2 separate regions of the Zea mays genome follow, and region 1 is linked to region 2. The links are chromatin contacts, called in public Hi-C maps. All regions are on one chromosome and are shown on one strand. Each heading gives the region's core, a stretch centred on a gene start, on an enhancer-like site or on the middle of the called end of the contact. The rest is flanking DNA. Distances are from core to core; before and after follow the strand shown. Region 1 holds the start of LOC103634426 (probable protein phosphatase 2C 31). Region 2 has its middle 13 kb from the start of LOC100282988.

Region 1 (4,560 bases), core at 692-3,191, 83 kb before region 2:
GGCTCGGTGAACCCAAAACTCAATCATGGAACGGGTTTACAGTTTTTCCCGTTCATGAACAGTAGTGTCTCTCGTAGTCAAAAGTTCCTTTTTTTTCCCTTAACGATGAGATGATGAGATGTGACAAGAATATACGAGGATGAATTCTTGTTCCGAAGTCAGTCTAATTGAAGTTGTGAACAGGAGAGGAGCAGAGGAGCAGAGGAGGGAAAGATGGCGTACCTCCTGGACCGCGGTGCTGTGCTCTGGGGTGAGCTGCACGGCCTGCAGGCCGTCCATGTCGTGCGCCTCCAGCTCGCGCATGATCTCCACCTTGAACTGCTGCAGGTCCTGCGACGCCTTGCCGAGGACGTTCTTCAGGTCGGGCTCCGGCCTCCGCGCCAGCACGGCGCGGCTGTCCCCGACGTTCATCACGTAAACGTCCGTGCCCTTCATCACCATCACCAGCACGCAGGACCCCATCAGCCCCAGCTCCGGGCTCTCGGCCGCGCGTTCCTCCGCCGCCGCGAAGAACGCCTCCTCCGTCTTCTTCAGTGCCCGCGCCAGCGCCCTCAGGACGTCGCGGTGCACTGGCGTGGCGCTGTTGCCTGGCATGGGCACTTCCGTCCGTCTGCGCTTAGCCTCCGCGCCGTCCCCGTCGGCCTGAGCAATACAGAGGCGTTCGGCATTGCCTGCGCCCGCTTCTTGCTCACCGCACCTGGCGCTGTCGCCTGCTTGGATGCCGTCCCAGAGCAAGCCTTTGAGCTCGTTGTGCACGGCGACGTAGAGGTTGGCGAAGAGGTAATCGGTCGCGTCGGGGCCGTTGAACCCGTCGTAAATTCCGACGAACACCCAGCCGTGCTCCTCGGACACCGCGACGTGGAAGCGGTCCTCGCCGGCCATGCCCTGAGCCCACTCCACATTGCTGTTCGGCGGCGAGCGGTAGTCCCCATCGCTGAAGGAGAACTTTATCGGATCAGCAGGTTCCTGTGGCCGGCGGCCATAGCGCGGCGACCCGAGCCAGAGTTTGGAGGCGGTCCTGACGAAGAACCGTAGCAGGGATCGCTCATCCCGGAGTCGGGAGCGCGCGGCGCGGCGCTCAGCGATGAGCTGAGAAACGCTCGGATGGAGGAGCCCCGCGGACGACGAGGAGATGGACAAGGAGTGGTCGAGCGGCCCTGACATGAATGGGCGGTCTGAGGGCGTGCCGGAGATCGTGGACGTGGAGCCGGATGTCTCGGAGAACCGGCCGGACGTGAACTGGACCGGCCCGGACATGGAAAGTCTAGGCGGCGCCGCCTGGAGAGGAATGGCAGAGAAGGACCGCGAGCTCTCGAAGGTGCACGCGGTCGACGGCGGCCACGTCAGCTCGTTAAAAAGGCGGAACGACGGCATCGACGCCGACGTCGCCGGATTGGCGCTGATGGCGGCGCCGGACAGAGAGAAGAACGACGACTCCGACGACGTCGCGGCAGACGTCTGGGGCTGGTCGAAGGCGGCGCCCGATGGCACGTAGGTGAAGGAGTGACCATGGCTGTCGTCCGGGAGCGGGTCAGACGCGACGGCGGCGGCGTACGAGTCACCGGAGAAGCATGGGTTCTTGGTGATGCCATTGCCCATTTTGTTTCCTTGGGCTTTGGATTTTGGGGATCGGCGAGTGGAGGGGATGGAAGAGTTGACCTTTTGGGAAAGGGAGGGTAAAGGAGAAGATCGTTTGTTTATGGGAGTTGACTATAGTTGGAGTCGAGCGATGCGACGAGGGGCAGGCCCACCTTCGAGTGAATGGTGGCGCTCTTGCTTGGGGTACCCAAAACTAAAACGACAAGGTTTTTTTTCTATATACTCTTTCCAATTCTCATGAAGGACTTGTAGTTGTAGACAACCAAAGACAATGAGGGCAGCTCTCACAACAGTATCCAATTCTTATGGAAGGGTTTTCTGAGGCACTGAAGGCTTTAGGATGAATCGAAGAAGTTTTGGTTCTCGCTTTATATAGGACTGGGCCGAGGGGGAGGGTGAAGAGCGGCGAAGCAACAAGCACACTCAACAAATCTTTGCGGTTGGATTAAAATTAATGTCAGCATATCTTGAAGATACGGTGTACGCATATCTAGATGCTAGCCGCAGACATATCAGTTTAACTTTTGAAACTTAGTATACGACAAAGTGGGTATACAAATTGAGCGGTGTGTATTTTTATGGATGGTTAACGTGAGATATGCAACAACGCTTTCCTGATTTTATAGATATCATCTTTATAAAATATAGTATAGTTTAATATGTTGTACGCATTAAAGTGGGTTGCGTAGCCCTTTGAATAAACTTTCTGAAAGTTCAAGATCATTGAAATTGGAGTTTGGATGAAAAAGTTATGGTCGTTCTAAGTCGAGTTGAAAAGTCTTGTTCAGAAATTCTAAACAACTCTAATTTTCTAACCTTTGTTTTCTAGAGTTATTTTCGTCCACTTTCAAAAATTCCGGACCCCACAGAGGCGAGGTGAATGGAATTTTTTAGGTCAGAGTGTGCATGCGTGTATTGAACATATTGATCAATCATTAGGGTGGGCTTGAGCCGCTCTAGATTTTCTGAGGGTACTGGGCCAAAAATTCTAAGGTGACACCTAAAAAGCCCGTAAAGGCTTAGTTTTTTGCTCTATCTATAAATAGAGAGGGTGGTTGGGCTGGTTTTAAAGTAGAACACCTTGGGGATGTGTTGCCCAAGTGTTGTGCTTAGTCTTAGGCCCATACACTTATATGGTTGCTAGAGAACACATCCAAGTGTGTGTGAGAGAGTGATTCCTAGTATGTTGCATTAAGAGATTGCATCAAGTGGCACTAGGTGATCGAGTTGCAAGCTGGTGGTGCTTGTTACTCTTGGAGGTTGCCACCTCCTAGATGACTTGTGGATCCATGAAAACATGTGTGAAGTTGTGTGTGTGGCTCTAGAGAAGGCTTTATGAGGGGTACCACGCTCACCCCATGGGAGATGCGAAGAACAACACTAGTAGTTCAAGTTGTGAAGAGCGCCAAGTGGTCCGGCAAGATCAGGTGCTAGATCTAGGGTGTAAGCACTCCATATGGGCTTGACTCAATGAAAAGTAAATGGTTGATAGATCACCAAACTAGGGAGAAAAATCATTGTGTCAACTTTTTTCTTCCCGTTGGTTTGAAACTCTTTATCACTAGCTTGTTTATACTTGAAGTAGTGTTTAGTGTTGTTCTTATAACTAGTTTACTTCTATAGTAATGTAGTTGTTCTCTTGTGCTAATAAGTTTATGTAGCTTAATATCCTTTGTTAACTTGTATAGTTAAGTTGTTTACCTTTCTAGTTTAGGTTGTGTAGTTTTGCTAGTTGAGTAGTGCTAGTGTGGTTAGGATTTAGGTGCTGTTTGGTTCAAGAAATGTAACGTAAAGGGTAATGGTAATGGTTTACATTCGATTACTGTCGGTAATAAGTTTGAATAGTCCGGTATCAATTTTTAGTATGGTATCTGATTACGGTGAGACTAAAACAAACATGATTTAACGTTATCACTTACCCATTACGTTACAAATATCTGAACCAAACGATACCTATGTGCTTTGTTGACTAGTATATGTAGGAAGTTTCATTGTTTCAGTACTAGTTGCATAGGTTTGTAACCTTTCCAACTAGAATTATTTAGGTGAGCACCACCTAGACTTACACCTTAGTTGCTTTAAATATGATTTTTTGTAAGGTGCTTATGATATATAGAGTGGTGTAGTCTTAGTTAGATCGAGTAGTTTCAATTCTGCATTTGTTTTGGTTAGCCAACATAATTAGTTTTAGAAAGGATATTCACACTCTCTAGTCCACCATCTTGACCCTACAAGTGGTATCAAATCTAGGTTCTCATTTGGTGGTCTTGACCAACTTGAGAGTAAGTAAGATAGAGACTAAAGGTCTAGTGGTTACTTGTGATCCACTAATTTTTTATGGTACAAGCTTTTGCATTAGAAACTTTCAATGATAAAATATCTATGAACTCTTGATAAAAAATTATGGTGGATCATAAATATAGGCTTTCCTAAGCCCTTGGATAAGAATAAGAAAAATCTTACTTGAGCGGAAGAAAAATGCCTAGACCTCGAACATCAAGCTACTAACATTTTACATCGATCTTTGAGTAAATATGTGTTCAAAGACATCATAAAAAAGACCGCCCATGAGATATGGAGTTATCTTGATGGGATGTAAGTGGAATTCATTGTTAATGACAAGAGCAAGGATGTGCATGAAGGTGGTGAGAACATCAATGACAAGGAAGTTGTTGGTGAGTGCTACTACTCAAGTGAAAAATCAAGTGATGATGATAATATCTCTACCCAATATTCACTTGATGATGATTGTTCATGCTCGAGTTATGAGAGTGAAGCTTCTACAAGCCCATCATCACCACATTGCTTCATGTCACAAGGTGACAGAAAGGTATACAATGCTAATGTGGTTGATCACTCCTATTCATATGATAAGCTTGTAGATAGACTCGCTAGCATGAACATGCATTTTACAAATAAGAAAGCTAAAACAATAAAATTAGAAGAACAAAACTCATTTCT
Region 2 (4,650 bases), core at 1,712-4,211:
GGGTGCTCTGTATGTTCCTTATTTGGTGTGTGTTTTTTAGTATAACTCTAGTGTCTAGTGCATTGGGTCTTTAGCCTAGTCTTTAGTTCAGCCAATGATCTCATTCGGTGTGACATCTAGTGTGTCACCAAACACGTTTGGTGCCTCTTTACTATGCTATTTTTATGTCTTCGCATTTCTTCACTTGGGGTTTTCTTGTTTTTGTGTCTTGGACTCTTGCATGACCTTGAGAAGTCTTCAATGTCTTCTAATGTCTTCATTGAGGTGTGTATCTCATCGATCACCTTGTTGCCTTCATCCAAGAACACGCTTCATCATTTGAACTATAAACATAAAGAATAACAAACATATTAGTCCAAACGGTTATGCTGAACAACAAACAACAAAACTATTATTCAAATGGGTCGAGGTCCATTTTCCTTACATATTTAAAGCCACAACATCTAAAGACATAAGAAACAAATATATTGAATAATCAAGTGATAGTGAAGAAAGTTCAAGCTTAAGTAATGAAGATGATGAAGATATGGCCCTTTTCGTATGATGCTTTAGCAAATTCATGAAAAATGAGGGGTATAGTTCAAAAAGAAAGCCAACATCAAAAAATAAAAAAGATAGAAGGTGCTAAAAATGTGTAAGCTAAGAATATATAATTATCGAAGGTGTACACAATTATGAAGAAAAGAAAGATGGCAAGAAAAACAAAGAAGGTTAGAAGATGGCATTCAAGAATAAGAAAGGGCATGCAAATTGTGTGGAATGAAATTCTAATGCTTCTTTGAGTGAAAGCGAATATGATTATGAAGAAAAGAAGAACATAAAAAATAGGCGGTTGCAAGCATTGCCACCAACAACAAAGTTTCACTCTTCAACACTCCATCATGTTACATGGCCAAGAGCCCAGCCAAAGGTACATCTTAATGAGAGGGACAGTGAGGTTGAGAAGGAACCCTATAAGGAAGAATTGATTGAGCTATTAAAAGAGGTTAAGGCTAATTCTTTCATGAACAAAAAATAGAAGAGTACAAAAATTGTACAAGAAGCACAAAGCTCTTAAACAATCTTTTGGAGAGGATTTATCTTCTCATGAGACCCTTGTAGAAACTCATGGGAAACTAAAAGAAGCTCACTCATCTCTTCTTGCTTTAAAGAAGAAACCTATTGGAATAACAAGCATAGGTGTTTCTTGCGATATTATTGATGATTCAATTCATGCACCTATCATTATTGCTCTAACTAAAAATTTATCATCCATGGGCAAGAATACAGATAATACCTTACTAAACCTTGAAAATGAAACACTAAAAAGGAGGTAAACAAGCTCAATTACGCCCTGAGTAATGCTTATGGCGGCGATGATTGGTTGCTTGAGGGCTGGGTATTCAAATGTTTTCTCTCAACAAAGAGAGGTGAGGCACTGAGGCTACACCCCAAGACAGGCAAAGGTTTTATCTTTGTTCACATCTTTTACTTTCAACTAAAGTAAGAAGTAGAACTAGATTAAGTCATATACTTCTGCATATAAGTTTTTATCTTATCTCTAGTTTTTTATAATAAGCTTTTTTTAAACAATTTTTATAGGCTATTCACTCCAAGATCCTATCTGGCAACAGATAAGATAACATATGTATTTAACTTTCTAGCCCGGTGCACTCGCAAATAATCATCACTGTGTCTATAAGATGTGAAGAATCTCTTCTCGAATTAATAAACGATGAACCAAACAATGAGAGCTCGTTTTTTAGCTCTTGACTTATATATCTATATTAACTGGCTGATAATGAATACAGACACATATATAGAGGGCATACACCAAGTATTGTATGAATCCACTAAAAAATTGAAAATATATTTTATTTTGGGACGGAGGGAGTACTTACTACCGCTTAAACTTGTTGGTATTATTGTTGTCTGCAACTACCATGGATTCATTATATATGAGCACACCCAATGTGAAATTGGAATAGAAAATTTCCATAAATTTTGGCATTTGGTTCGCGTTGTGTGGTGCATACGTTTGAGTTGCATCCGGTTTCTCTCTATGTTGAAAGTTGAAGGACCCAACCTGGGAAACTACTCACTCCGTTTCAAGATATAAGGCGTAACTATCTTTTGTTCTTGTCCCATAATATAAGGTGTGCTCTCTATGCATACATACATCGATACAGTGGTATAGAAATAATTAAGTATATTTTTTGGTTTTTGAATCAGAGGTTGTTACGCCTTATATATTAGAATGGAAGGAGTACTGGAGTAGTGTGCAGTCGTTCCGTATGTGGCTCCGCTGCTGTGTGCCTGAAGCAAAATGACGTGACCAGTAGCCTGGTTTAAATTCCATTGGTGGCATGACCAACCAAACCAACTTGCAGCTACACGAGCAGAGGACTGGAACCACTCCCATATACTTCAAGCATGCAGGCCGTCTGAAATATTCGACGAGAGAGGGTACAAATAAATGCGCAGAGCATACGCAACAAACTAAGCGATCGATGTCCTCCAAGATTAATAAACTAAGCACGCGGTGCCTGGCTAAACACGGCTAGGAAATCCGCCAAGAGGTCGCGAGAGGTGCTCGACGATCTACACCGCTGCACATGTGGGCGTGCGGAGTGTGATCCTTGGGGCTGAACTGAAGTCAAACCAACGAGGCCGCGCAGGCCGGAGGAGACGTGCCAATCCCACGAAAACTGGCAAGCTGCCATCGGGCATCGCCGCATCGGCCACAGTGACGACACAAGCGTCGGGTCTCCCGCGCAGTCCCGCCTGACGGCCTGAGTGACTGCGGGTCTGCGCCGCACCCCGGACACACGCAACGCAAGGCGGCTGCCCATTCCGTCGCCAACAAATGACCCGGGGCCGGGGTGCCTGCGCGTCTGCGCCCCTCGCCGCGTGACGCCTCCGTCCGAGCGAGGTCCGCGCACGCACCTGCCAATTGCCATGCCAAGCCGCTGCGGCCGTGCCGTCCACTTTTCTATCGGCTTCTGTCACGCCCTGCACCGTGGGCTGTGCACTGCACGACGCACAGCGAGGATGCATGGGCCGAATATTTAAAATCGAATTTGAAGATAATTATCCCATGCGTCATGCGTCGCTCCGGTCCACTGGAAGTTAGCCCAAAGCCGAAGCGAAATCTGAAGGCCCAGTAGCGTGTTATTTTGGGCCAATGGTTCCGACGGGCCTTGCCGATTTCCAAGTCTCTACTGTAGTGTCTGTTTTATCCAGGAATATGCATTTGCATGCCGTGCAGGGGCAGACGGGCAGTGCACGAGTCAACGGTGGGCGATGCCCTCTCTGGTAAGGAGAAGCGTTGCCGTCACCTGTCGTTGCCATAGGCGCTCTCTCTCTCCAAGAGCGAGTCAAAACTGCCTCGTTGTCCTGCTTTTTTGTGGTGCGCTCTGCTACATTCTCACAGCCACACACACCATACCGTCACCAACTTAAGTGTCCTTTGGACGATCCTTGTTATCATAGGCTCGTAGATCATCACCAACGACTGTCATGACTCTGAAGATGGATGTAACGCATGGTCGCTGACGCTGCGCAAAATCAAAATCCTCTAGTGTCTGAAGAAGTGAAGATGAATCTGATATGGATTCGATCGACGACAACCCTGCGCTTTCAGCCAAGCGTACTGCTGGTAGAACATCAGGTACGTCAGTACGTGTACTTGACACGAATATGTATCCTCGAGATACATGACGCGCAAATGGAATGCGTCAGCTCGGTGATCTCTGCATCGGTACGGGGAAGGGTCAAACGACGTATACCACCAGCAGTAGTAGCAGAATTTCCCGCTTTCCATATGGATTTGTACCTGTACTGTACGCTTGTGGCGAGCCGGTGCTCGTCCATCCCTGTCCTCCTCCTGCCTGAAAGCAACTCCGGTGGGGCAGCCACTGACTCATCTCGGCCGGCGGACGCCAGGCGCGCCCGTATTGCCCCACCAGTGTTGGAAAATCAGACAAATTCAATATCGATTTATTTGCAAAAAAAAAAAAAAGTTATCAACAGATTCGGTATCGATGTTTTGGTCTATACTTCACTAGACGACACGCCCGGTGCCTTATTGCTCTCTCCAATCTCCTATGGTGTAGTAGCTCCCTTTTAAGTACCATGTGGTGGAATATTTGGTGTCTCGTGGATATCCCTAAATATTTTGTAGTCTTCCATAAATTTCATGTCCAGTGCTGTATACCATATGCCACACCGGTCGTCCCGTGTTATTACTAGTATCATGTGCACACATATTGTACTTAAACACAAGGAATAGAAGTGCAACAAAGAGAACAGTCGGATCGATGTGTGCTACCCAAAAACTTGATCGTCCGTCTACCCTTGTAAACACACAAATGGATAGAACTTCAGATCTAGGTCTATTGTTCTGACAACATGTGTACATAGGAGGAGAGCAACACGATAGCAGTGTGGTGGTGTTCTTAGCTATGGGTTCTTACTCATGTCATTTTTACTGTAGCCCAGAAACTTCGCGCATGGGTTGTGCTACATAGACAGGACTCATGCAATTTTTTGGTAATGGCTACGCAACATTTGACTCAAGTGGCCAAGAAGTTTTTTTCCCGGGAGCATGGTTGGCGGTCTAGTCTTCGGATTGATAGCCACTAGTGTGTGTTTTTAGATTCCGTTGGACAG

What was found. Hi-C and Micro-C count contacts between places; a contact is called where the count stands out from the background.
Region 1: a Hi-C map of leaf shows a contact between it and region 2, with 3 times the contacts expected there. The contact joins the promoter of LOC103634426 here to the enhancer-like site in region 2. A contact is called at or near these places in 14 of 25 Hi-C or Micro-C datasets (bundle sheath, ear, endosperm and 3 more) and 1 of 3 datasets of contacts at active chromatin or transcription factors (leaf).

Annotation. Positions count from the first base shown.
Region 1 is chr1:40,460,755-40,465,314 of Zm-B73-REFERENCE-NAM-5.0, reverse strand. It overlaps LOC103634426 (probable protein phosphatase 2C 31), which reads right to left and starts at 1,941. Exons shown (of 4, transcript XM_008655952.4): 1 at 223-1,941. The coding sequence starts at 1,599.
Region 2 is chr1:40,378,477-40,383,126 of Zm-B73-REFERENCE-NAM-5.0, reverse strand. No RefSeq gene overlaps it. Among protein-coding and RNA genes, the nearest start is that of LOC100282988, 13 kb to the right of the region's middle. Within about 2 kb of position 2,961, at least 20 of the 20 cell types and tissues checked have an H3K27ac peak or open chromatin away from gene starts, as enhancers often do. A contact at or near this core is called in bundle sheath, ear, endosperm and 3 more, where this site is marked.